2 separate regions of the Hordeum vulgare genome follow, and region 1 is linked to region 2. A link is a contact called in public Hi-C data. All regions are on one chromosome and are shown on one strand. The core of a region is the stretch at or near the end of the contact, and the rest is flanking DNA. Distances in the headings are between cores, read along the strand shown. Region 1 holds the start of LOC123439578. Region 2 holds the start of LOC123443062 (serine/arginine-rich splicing factor RS2Z32-like).

Region 1 (6,524 bases), core at 49-2,548, 600 kb before region 2:
GTTTTTAAAAGGATCAGATCGTGAAATACTTTCGAATCTCGTTCATTTTGTGCTCATGTTTAGAAAAAAAATTTAAAACAGTGAAAAAATCCCAGAAAGGAAAGGTAAAGTAGCGTGGCTTGCAGGAAAAGCCATCACGAGAATTCACCGTCTTACTGCGTCGCTGGCCTCTTCAGTTTTCATTTTCACTTTTCACCATGGGGGCTTGGCCTCGGCAGGCGTGAATGTGTGCCAACTTCAACAAGATACCCGCTCTAATATTACATACTCTTTTCGTTTGGAATTACTTGTCACACAAAATAAATTTTCCGATAGTCCTAACATCAGTCAGAAACCTCTCAAGATTCAGATCATGAAGAATCTGCATGTTTATCTACATCCCCAATCATAAATCCCGTTTGTGGCTTGTCTCGTCTCCTCTGGTTCGTCCTTCGCTTTCACCCAGACTGTAAACATTCTTCCATTGGGTACAACTTTAGTCACAACTTTCTCCAATTACAAACATACCGATCATATTTGAAATTTAACTCTTTTTCTATTTATGCTATCCGGCCTAATCATGCAGATGTGTAAGAGAATATCTTCTATTTTGTTTAATACTGTATAATAGTATACCATAGCTATGTGCGTCGGGATACATAACATGACTTTCCTTGAAAATAAAAATTTACATGCTCATCTAAACCCCGGGGGCTTGAATATCTGAAAGTCGGACCTGTGAGACACCAGCACCAGCAGCAGAGCCACAAGGGCCGCGACGCCCCACGGCGACGTGCCGGAGCCGCCATCGGGCTGGCCTCGCCACGCCGCCGGCACCGCCACAACCCTGCCCTCTCCGTCGAACAGCGCGTGCTGCGCGAGGAAGACCAGGGCGAGGACTCCCAGCACCAGGAGCACCCAGAAGCCCGCCTGGGTGCGATGCCGCAGCTGCTCCTCGTACTCATCCATCTGCCACGACAGGTAGAGGAAGAAGGTCACGATGCCGGTGACGGCGAGCACCGGCGCCGGCGGCAGGCCGACGGAGAGCCATCCTTGCTGATATTTGCCCTCGTCCATCGGAGCTTAATTCGGGACGTCTGCTACGGGATCTACTACGTGCCTGCCTTCCTGGGCTATGCTTGTGGTCATGTGTTTCGTATCTGCTGCGTGCCGGGCAGCGCCGTCGTTATATGGGGACGGCCGGAGAGACGTGGGCCGCAAGTGCGCGCTTTTGCTTCTGTGACCATGGCGAGGAGTGGAAGCTGGTGGGTGGCTCTGGAGAAGAAAGCGGCACCGCGTGTCCTCTTCTCTGACGGGAGCTTTCGAGATGGCTACGAGACAATCGGCGGTCGGTTGCTGCTGCCTTTCCAGGATTCCCCAATCTTCTCCGGACGCTCTACTTTGCGAGAAAACCGTTCATTTCTTCGCTTGGAAACCTACCCGCGAAAAGCAACAACGGATAGAGAACCTGAAATGTCGTGCCGACTAGACCTGATATTTGATCGGCCCGGGCCAGGCATCGTGGATTGGGCTGGGCATCATAAAACCTGATCTAAACACATCAAACATAAGCTGGGCTTGTCTATAGAAAAACCTAAGCCGGCCCTTCTAAAATATACTGTATTCTGCATAAAACTTTTTATGTTCAACTAATATAAAAAAATCATTATGTGTTAAAAAATATAAAAAAATTATTATGCCCATTTCTAAGTAAAATAATAGTAATAGTAATTCTGAGATTTGGGGGAATAGGGTGTGAGGGGGATCCCCCAATAGGGGACGTGGGTAGGGAAAGGGGATGGACTGATTTTCTTTGACAAAGACCTCCAAAATGGGGACTGGGACATGATTGAGGTTGCTACAAAAAATTCTTGTACCTTTTTTACTTCGCGTATAAGATTTGTGTCAAGTCAAAATTTACATAGTTTAAAGAAATTTATATTAAAAATATCAGCATTTATAGTAGAAAATCTATATAATATATAACTACATTCCATAATGAATCTAACGCTATTGATTTGGTATTGTCAATGTTGCTACTTATTTCTATAAGTTTAGTTAAATTAAAGATACTTTGACTTTAGGCAACTCTTATATGCAGAATCTTAGGTCAAAAGGCTATTGTGAGTTTGAGCTCACATGATCTCGGACGAACAGTAAGATCCGAATAAACATTCAAACAATTCTGTTTTTCTTTTGGCAATAAACATTGAGGTTTTTTCTAGACACATGCAAATTTTCGCGAACGAATCACATTTGTGTAGGTGTGGACAAAACTAACAAAATTGATGCTCCAGAAAGCTTCCAAAACACTCTTTTTTGAGCATTGTTTTTTTCGCAGAACTCTACAAATTTGATTTCATCATGAACATTTTCAAGCATGTAGAAAAAGAACAATGTTTCTTGTCAAAAAGTTCAGGTTATCTTGAATTTTTATTACTATTTTTTGGATTCTTACTGTTCACCCAAGATCATGTGAGCTCGAGCTCACATACGTCACATCCTGTCTTAGGTGTACTTCTCTCTTGTAGTAGTGTACTGATCAAAGAGCAAGATGTGGTGAGCCCTTGCATTCTTCCCTATGTAACTCCACATATACAATACAGATTTATCCCCTAAATTTCGTTCATCTCTAGAATGACCCTTGTATGTCATCTCAAAACCTCATTCTATCAAATTAAAATATATTATATTCATTTTTCTTATGTTTTATAGAGATAAAAAGGTACATATGGGATGTGGTATAGGGAGAAGGAACCTAGGACCAGGATGCCGATAATCGAGGGAGCTGGTTCCGGTTCCTCCTATAAATGTTTTTTTCCTTCCCCTTCCCCTATACATTTTACGTCACAGAGGTCTTTTCGGACTCATTTTCCCTTTCTTGCATTGTCCTGTGTCTTGAAGCTATAATATTTGACCAAGATATTTCTACAAAATGTACTGCTCTAATCATTTTTCGGTTAGACTATTCCGTATGATTGGTGTACTCCTTCTTTGGCGGAAGTATTGTTTTGGTGATTACATTTTTTAGTGCATACAAAAAGATATACTAGTACAAAACCTAGCTTTAGTCGGTTTGTGGAGTCGATATGTGCAAACTAGAGCAACCGACCATAGAATTGCGCACATGCAATGGGGTTTATGTATAGTAGAAACACACTCTAAAGTAACAAACTCAGTCTTTGGAAGGAGAAACCTTTAGTTTTCAACCGACTGGGATATTAATCGTATTGCAATAGGTTGCTTTAAAGTAAGCCACTATAGCTTGTCATTGGGTGGTTAAGACACACCAAATGGTTGGTATAATGTCCTCGCCCTCAACACAATTTCATCTTTCCAGCCGACTGGTTCACCAAATGGTTTGTATAATGTCCTTGGGTGGATCCTTCATCGTTGTTGTGTCGGTTTTTCCTCCGGGACGCTGGTTCAGCTTAGCCATAGTCTGGATGATTTCCCTATCACATGCAACAAAAGGCAGGCCAGCTCCGGCAGTGGAGTTGTGGTGACGTGCCATCATCTCATCTCAAGGCAGAAGACGATGGCTCCCTAAGGACCTAGATATATTTTATTTTTCTTCAGGTGTGCTTTGTAATGCAGAACTCTAATTACTAGATTATGTTGACATTTCAGTGGGAAAAAGGGAGTAAAAAACATTTCACGCAATGATAAGTTGATCACTATTAACTTAAACTCATGTCCAACAGAATGATATGCAAGTTTTGCGTATTAGAAAGAACACTTAAACTCATGTAACCAGACGGTATATGTGCCAAGCAATTTCAGAATTGAAATTAAGTTGTGATTATTTATAGTAGATCTTTCAAATTAAAAAAAAACATAACACTCCTCCTTTTTTGCATGCATGACTTAACACTCCTCCGTTCTTGCATGCACACCATCCTATCATTTGGTCTACAAGATTATCGCGACAAAAAAAAAACGATTTGGTCTACAAGACTATATAGCACCAGAAACATGTGCGCGATGCGATATCAAACCTCGTCCAAACCATTCCTTACCCGAACGTACTTACTTGCTCAACAGAAACGTGCCCTAAACTCCGGCTCGCCGCATGGCCGGCCGTCACGACGAACACATGAGCTATTGGGTTTGCCGGCCAAACTCGGTCGACAACGTGTAAGACGTGCTGTTCCATCCTTGGTGATCGTCTGATCAGGACATGGCACGTAAACACAGCACAAGTACGTACGCGTGTACCAGTTCATCAGTTGTATCACCTCTCGGTCTCGGCTTGCTGCCAAAAACAAACCCCTTTCTGGCGGGTAGCTAGCTTTATCCGGAGAACGATGGGACCCCTCGTACCTAAACATTTACCCCAGTCCGAAGGAAGCACGCGCTGAAAAGACCGAGCTTGGCTACACCGGTCGAAATGACGCGAGGCATTTGCCGACTCGATCTTGGCGTGACACCGCAGTGAATAAGCGCGTGCTCGACTGACCACGGTAAATTCAGACACGAGGCAACGCAAACACGCTTTTTTTTTAACACAGTGCAATAGAAAAATGATCATATACACAAGGAAAATATAAGGTGTTTGTTTCCAGGGACTTATTGGTTTTGGGACTTAAAAAAGTCCCTATAAGTCCCACCTAAACCAAACATAAGGGACTTATTGAGACTTATTATGGTTATTTGGGACTTATCAAATAAGACTCTCTAATAGGAGCTTATTGGGACTTATTCTGGTTAGGCCCGCGGTAGTCTCTCGATGCAGTGGCCGCCGCCCTGCCCCGATTAACGCTCGCACCGCCCCAATCGCCGCCGCCTGCCCGCCCCGTCGCCGCCCAGTCGCCGCCCGCCCCGTCGCTACCCCGCCGGCCGCTCGCCCCGTCACCGCCCCGCCCCGTCGCCGCCCGGCCGCCGCCTCGTCTCCCTCGGTTCGTCTGGTCCGGCCGCCGCAACATGGACTTATAAGTCCCTGTAAACAAACAGGTAGGTACTCGGGACTTGTAAGTCCCTGTAAACAAACAGATATGGACTTATGACTTATAAGTTGGGACTTAAAAAAGTTCTAGGACTTATGAAACAAACAGGGCCTAAGCTACGCTCGCTCAGCTCCTTGAGGCCTGGCCGATGGCGAGGGAGGACGGAAGGAGAGGAAGAGGCCACGTCGCCGGATCAGTTCTCTCGTCTCGTGGACTTTGTGCCGAACCGTGTCGTGCCTGTCCCCCGAGCGCGGTGCGCGGCGAAAGCCTGCCGTGTGCCGACCCGCCACCCCGAAACGGAAAGAACCCGAGAGAGATAAGCGTCTCCCCGTACGCGCCACCACCGGCGCGCGCACGTTCCTGTTCCTCCCTGCCACACAACCCCACACCGCCGAGGAAGCACACGTCGCGGTCCGGTTTGCACCAACCCGGAGCGGCTGCCTCGGCCTAGCACCGGCAGCCAGCCTCGCCGCATCCATGCAAGCGCCAACTGTACGCGCTGATCCCTCGCCTCGCCTCGCCGGCCTAATTCCCTTGCCGCCTCATGCGGCGGCCGCCGGTCCGTGTAAGAAGCCCAGAGGACAGATGGGTTCACGCGGGGCCGCGTGCGTGTATATATACGTACGCGGATGTCGCGCTAGCTTGGGCATCGAGAGCGACGAGCGGCTAGCTAGCGCAAGGGAAGACAGACCTAGCTTGCTTGCTTGCTTGCTGGCTGGCTCTTGGTCGATCATGGCGGAGAGGGGAGGAGGCGGCGAGGGCGAGGGGACGTCGTCGTCGCCGGGGAAGAAGGCGAGGAAGCCCTACACCATCACCAGGCCCCGGGAGAGGTGGAGCCCCGAGGAGCACGAGCGCTTCCTCGACGCCCTCCTCAGGTCAGTGCACCACACGGCACACGCCCATTGATATGATCCACCGGGCTTCCAACTTTCCTCTGCTCTGCGTCTCTCAACAACATCAAAGCCAGCGAGACCGAAGCTCTGAATGTTCGCTGAATCTGCCGGCCATTTTGTTCGGGTTTTGCAGGTTCGGCCGTGACTGGAAGAAGATCGAGGAGCACGTCCGCACCAAGACCGCGGTGCAGGTAACCGCAAGCTCAGTGTCCATCCTGCAAACTACTTCCGCTCTGACGACTCGATTGTGATTTGAAATGTAACATTGTGCACTGCAGATACGCAGCCACGCTCAGAAATACTTCCTCAAGGTCCAGAGGCTGGGCCTCGCCGCCGGGCTGCCGCCGCCGCAGCACCCGAGCCGCAGGCACGCCATGTCGCAGCAGCAGATCTCGCCGGCCGACGGGACGGCGGTGCTGCACGGGCAGCCGCAGCATTGTCCACCCGGAGCTGTTCAGGGCACCATCGGCTGGAGCTATCCGGGACCGGGAGCTCTTCCTGCGCCCAATGGCAAGTGGCTCTGTCTCCCGTTCTCCATTTTCTGGATCAGTGCTCCGAACTTCTGGTCACTGTGCTTCTTAATTGATGATCTAACATGGCGGTGGTGTTCTCCTTGTGTTGTTCAGACATGCAGAACTTGGACTGGGCAGGCAGTTCTGGCAGTTCTGCCTGGGTGAGCCATGGGGGCGCAGGGAGCCACACTGAA
Region 2 (5,862 bases), core at 2,657-5,156:
GCCTCAAACCGGCAGCGTGGAGGGAGACGGTGTAGCCGACGACGATTTCACAGACGCATCCATGAGAGGGACCTTCTGGCAGATGGTCAATGTCCGCAGCAGATGAACCACATTGCTTTGTATGAAAAGATGGTGGTGTTTTTTGTACGTCCCTAAGAAAAGTGGATGATGGAAAAGATTGTGGTCCCCCACCATCGTTCAAGGACAATGACTAGCATTTAGTACAACAATGTAGCACGATAAAGATGAGAAATTAAGCACACAAGATTATTTTACGGAATGTAGAAACTGCAAAATGATTCCATGTGCACATAGTACAACAGATATTATGGTCTGACTGGAGTATCAAATACCGAAATAGAGTACACGATAAAATCAAACTCGTACAGGCAAGTCTTTGTTCAAGATTTTGGAGAGTTTTGTAACTGTAGGAAGAATTTGATCGACTCTCGACTCTCACCAGGTGATGCACTCCCACTGGGTGAACACTGGAAGAATTTGATCCACTTAACCACCACCGGGTGATGCACTTCCACTGGGTGCACGATGGTTGCCATTGTCTTCGCCGTCCCTGGGGCTCGGGCTACGACCATTTGCAGCTGGGCTCATGTTATTAGGGCTGTCAGCCTTCATCGGACTCCTGCTGTTCTCCCTTGGTGCAGGGCTTCTGCTGCCAGGAGGGGTGGGGCTCCGGGCCCTCCCCTTGGCAGGTGAAGCACTCCTCCTAGGGCTGCGGCTGTCACGGGGGCTCCTCATAGGGCTGCGACTGCCACGGGGGCTCTTCATAGGGCTGCGACTGTCTCGGGGGCTCCTCCTAGGGCTGCGACTGTCACGGGGGCTCCTCCTTGGGCTGCGACTGTCACGGGGGCTCCTTGAGCGCCTTTCATCCCTCCTTGGGGAAACAGAGCGGCTAAGAAAAGCAAGAGACATACCATCAGTGTTCCATACACAAAACATGATATGAAAAACAATTGAATCACAGTTAAGATTAAAAATAACATATGATATATGTTTAAATGATATATCCATAAATCTTCAGGTGTACATAAAGTAAACCATTTTTAATCACTGGCATGTATTCACTTGTTGTAGCAAATATGAATGTTTAATTCAAATAAAATTCCAACATTCAGCAATATGATGTACTCCCTCCATCCCAAAATTCTTGTCTAAGAATTATCTATATATGAATGTATCTAGTCACATTTTAGTATTTAGATACATCCATTTTTAGACAAACCTAAGACAAGAATTTTGGGACGGAGGGAGTATGAAGTAAACTTATGCCCACAGAATAGCAGCAGAAACTAAGCCTATGCATAAGAGAAAAAATCCCCACATTCGGCAGGTTAGTAAAATGTACTCCCTCCGTATCATAGTATATGACGTTTTAGCAGTTCATTTGAGCTGCTAAAACATCATATATTTACAGGACAGAGGTAGCATGAAGTAAACCTATGCTCACAGAATAGCAGCGGAAACTAAGAATATGCATAACAAAAAACAATCCCACATTCATCAGGTTAGTAAATTGTACTCCCTCCATTCCAAAATAAGTGTCTTAAGCTTAATAAAACTTTGTACTAGCTCTAATACAAAGTTAAGACAGTTATTTTGGGACTGAGGGAGTATGAAGTAAACCTATGCCCGCTGAGTAGCAGCATAAACTAAACCTATGCATAACAGAAAAAACAATACACAAAAAAGGAAATACAATGATAATTGGACAGAATAGGTCTCTAGTTCGCAAGGAAAAAACATGCCAGTGCCGTGTTCAGAATTCAGACTAAGCATACTACCAGAACAAGTGAATCATGCAATAGAATCAGCAGGAGATGGTGCCAAAAATTTGAAAACAACGTATACCTGTAGCTCCTACTGCGACTCCTGCTGTAGCTCCTATCGCGCACCCTTCCGCGGCGAGGAGATGGAGATCTGGAGTAACTCTTTCCACGCCTGGTTCATTAACACAACTGAAGTCAGATATGCTCTGCCTATAGAACAGAAAAGACAACTCATAGGACATACTTGAGGTTCTTAGGGCTGTTCTGACAATCCCTTTCTATATGGCCACTATCTCCACAACGATAGCACCTATTTTTCCAGTCGCCAGCTTTGCAGTCACGAGCCCAATGGCCATCAATGCCACAGTTAAAGCAGCGGCCAGAACCAGGAGGAGGCCCCCGGCCCATATATTCACGGTCACCACCACGGCCACGGTCACGGTCACCTCCTCCTCCTTGGCCACGCGGAACCTAGAAGGAATATCGTAATAAGAAACAGCAAACAACAAACACATAAATCAACAAAGAAATAGTAGAGAGGAATATTAGAATTACCCCTTTAGCAAACTCGACAATCATGCGGCTTCCATCAAAGTCACGACCATCAAGGTTGTACCTTGCTTCATCAGCATCCCTGGGATCACTAAACTCCTGCAATAAGATTTATAGAAGAAAAGGAGTTGTGTCAATGTGAACAGTACTAACGTGAATTAAAATGTCAAAACAAGGTGTGACCAAGAGCGGTTACTTACAACAAATGCAAACTCATGCTTCATATCCACATGTCGCACTCTGTGGAAATGGTTTCCCGAAACAGTAACACCATCAAGACGCAAGTAGATAAATGTATCACCACTCAGAATGAATTAAACACCAGGCATGATTGTGATTTCCATTAAAACAGGCAATATATTTTTTGAAAACAATCGCCAAAGTCTGCTAGAAACTTTGCGAGAATAGCCACCAATTCCACCAAGGGCACCCTCCCACCAATCCACCATGGACACCGAGGTTGGGTAAGCCCCCAAAACCTTCAACAAGATCATCCAAGTTAAAACATGAAGGGCTTGTGGATACATGTGATGGTACGAAAAACAATGGGGGAGAACAATGTTCAGAGAGCACAGGGTGCTGTCTTTAGTAACCCGTATGGAGAGCCATTGCCTCAAAGTAACTGTGTGGGTGACAATGTCATTGGGTGCAAGAAATCAAAAAAACGTGTCTCAATTTCTGCTCTACCATGTCTTCAGACAATAGAGCAAAGCACAGACCTATTTGACTACAAGCTAAATCACACATGATTTGCAAAGGTGACATATGAAACCCATCAAAATCCATCAATTGTATAAGAAGAAACTAGTATAATTGTTCAGGGCCTTGCCAACCATCAGAAGGCAAAAGTAGCTCTGACTGAGAAAAATTCTGCTTGCTTACCTCCCATATCTGCCGAAGAGGTCTTCAAGGTCCCTTGTGCGGGTGCGCGAGGGAAGACGACCCACGTACAGCCTTGTATTGCCGCCGTAACGATCACGCTCATCATAGCGAGGCATTCTGCACTGAAACAAGCAACGAAATGTCACAACTTACAACCGCTGACACCACGCAAGCAAACAGCGAAGCAGGGCAATCTCCTCCCGATAAAAAGCAGCCAAACTAGCACAAATTCAACTAGAGCAGCACACGTACATCTCGTGACGCAATCTATCACGTAGTAGCATAGCTGCGACCATACTATTTTCGCCCTTGCGAATCATCCGCACCAAAACCGCAACAAAATCCAGAAAATCACCGCCGCCTCTTCACAATATCTAATTCTAATTCGGATACGGCACGCCATGGATGCGGATCTATCCGTACGAGCAAGCAAATCACGGGCCGACGGGATCTCCGCGGAGGAATCAAGAGAGCGGGAGCCCGGGCCTAAGCACAACGCATCAGCGCGGCGGGCCGACGAAGCGAGAAATCGAGCGGAACGGTGGACGGGGGGCGAGATCGGATCGGGGCTCGGGGGTCTCACCTGTGAGAGCGAAGCGGAGGAAACCCTAGCCGCGGGAGGGGACAAGACTAGAGAAGCTGCTCGGATGTGACAGCGGCGAACTTATAGTCACGCCCGATTAAGTTTGGACGGCAGGTGTTGCATCGGGGGAGGCATCGACGGCTGCCAGGGGGAGGAGCGGGCGCTGCTGGCTGTACTCAAATCGGCAGCCAGAACAAAAGGCCTGTTTGTGACGAGAGGAAAAGGGGGGAAACGCGAGGGGGGCTGTGGGAGGAGGCGCCTAACAATGGCCCATCTGCATGTTTAGACCCAATAGAACTCTTAGGCCGATTTTGTTTTTTCTATTTTACCCCGCATGTGTTTTCGGCTTTTTAGGCGAGGGGGTTTGGTGTTTCGATTTTCCACTGCCTTTCTTAGCTTTTGGATGAAAAAAATTGCGTGAAAAAATATGTTTCCTTTTTTTGAAAAACACGATTTTTCTTGTACCAAAGGCACGAATTTGCTTTTGCATCCTGCCTCTCGAAAACACACAAAAAAAACAAGTTTTATTCCTTAAGAGGTACGAATTTGCTTTCGCGAGAGGCACGACCTCTCGAAAAACCAAAAAAAGCCTCGCGTGAAGCACGGTTTTACTTTCACGAGAGGCACGATTTTGCTTTCGCAAAATGCACGACCGTACCTCTCGAAAACAAAAAAAAAAAAAATTCTGTTTTTTTCACGAGAGGCACGATTTTGTTTCTGCGAGAGGCACGACCATGCTTCTTAAAAACGAAAAAAACGCATATTCTATATTCTTTTTCTTTCATGAGAGGCACAGTTTTGCTTTCGCGAGACGCATGGTTTTGCTTCCGCGAGAGGCATGAACGTGCCTCTTTGAAACGAAAAAACCCGGTTTTTTCCGGGAGAGCCGCGTTTTTTCTGTCTGGTTTTTTTTGTCTGTTTTTTTGTGAAAAAAATCGTCAAAACCTATCAACATGGGACCTAGTTTTGAAGACCTCGACGCGAGAAATCCAACAATGAAAATGGTTCGAGATTTTGATGAACGGTTTAAGAGATAAAACATTTTAAAAATACAGATCTATGAAAAAAGTGAAAAATCCCAGGGTTTTTTTTGACAACAGTGAAAACTCCCAAGTTGCGGCAAGTGACACACATGCAATGCGCCACTTGTCGCTACCTTCGAAGGTGGGAGTGATCTTTGGAAAGAGTGCTCCTCAATTAGTGATTTCGTAAATCTAGACGTGTTTGTCACTTTGTTGTGACATTACTAGCACGGTGATATTCGGCCGACCAATATCCACGGTTTTGCTTTTTCTTTTGTACATTTATCCTTTCTTTTGTGAGTAGAGTACAATCACAAAACTTATATGAGAGATCGATCTAGTCAGTGAACTAAAGAAAACTCAAATTACAGTATCTACAAATCCAAAACAAAGCTCTACTCTTGAAATTTCTACATAAATCCATGCATAAGGCAAACCTACCATGGATCATAATAGTATGGAATGCATTTTATGATTCAACTCTTTCTCAATCTATGCAGAGTTGTGGATCTTTTTGGTGGAACGGTGTGTTTTCCTTAATGAACATCTATGAAAATAGTCTTACAACCCAATCACACCTGAGTTGAGCTCCCACTCCCTTCCCCGTGCCGCGCGCCACTCCAGTCGCGACGGCAACCCAAACTGCCATGCCCCGCCTCCCCTAATGGGGCACTCATGATGGAGCCGCTCGTGCTCCCCCTCCCTGCTCGGAGGACAGCGTAGGATGGGGGCAGCCGGCGCCCGTGTCGGGCACAGCCAGATCTACCGGTTCATCCGGGGCTCCGGTCTCTTCGTTGCCCTAGCTCGGCGCGTCAATGGTCGACCCCCCCTCTCCGCCGCGTTTGCTGCTACGGGGTGAGTACTCCTGCACGGCCGCTGGCTTTTCCACGCCGAATCTGGAGGCACTCCCTCTCCCCCCCCCCCCCCGAAAACGGACCGCTAAAATCGATTGTGGTTGTACCCTCCCCAACCCGGTAGCATTCCTCTTCGAGGGGCGTCGACGGATGGATGGCAGTCAAGTCTCATGAAGACAAGCACG

What was found. A called contact is a pair of places that touch in the nucleus more often than the background predicts.
Region 1: a contact with region 2 is called in a Hi-C map of seedling, with 2.5 times the contacts expected there. The contact joins the promoter of LOC123439578 here to the promoter of LOC123443062 in region 2. A contact is called at or near these places in 2 of 6 Hi-C or Micro-C datasets (leaf and seedling).

Annotation. Positions count from the first base shown.
Region 1 is chr3H:83,647,786-83,654,309 of MorexV3_pseudomolecules_assembly, reverse strand. LOC123439578 reads right to left here and starts at 1,298. Exons shown (of 1, transcript XM_045116273.1): 1 at 436-1,298. The coding sequence starts at 1,056. The coding sequence ends at 676. LOC123441521 (protein REVEILLE 8-like) reads left to right here and starts at 5,658. Exons shown (of 8, transcript XM_045117921.1): 1 at 5,658-5,800; 2 at 5,952-6,009; 3 at 6,097-6,328; 4 at 6,445-6,524. The coding sequence starts at 5,658.
Region 2 is chr3H:83,053,583-83,059,444 of MorexV3_pseudomolecules_assembly, reverse strand. LOC123443062 (serine/arginine-rich splicing factor RS2Z32-like) reads right to left here and starts at 3,906. Exons shown (of 7, transcript XM_045119302.1): 1 at 3,802-3,906; 2 at 3,219-3,340; 3 at 2,537-2,576; 4 at 2,340-2,435; 5 at 2,029-2,255; 6 at 1,867-1,956; 7 at 271-910. The coding sequence starts at 3,334. The coding sequence ends at 508. It overlaps LOC123443061 (receptor-like protein kinase HERK 1), which reads left to right. Exons shown (of 2, transcript XM_045119301.1): 2 at 1-375. The coding sequence ends at 106.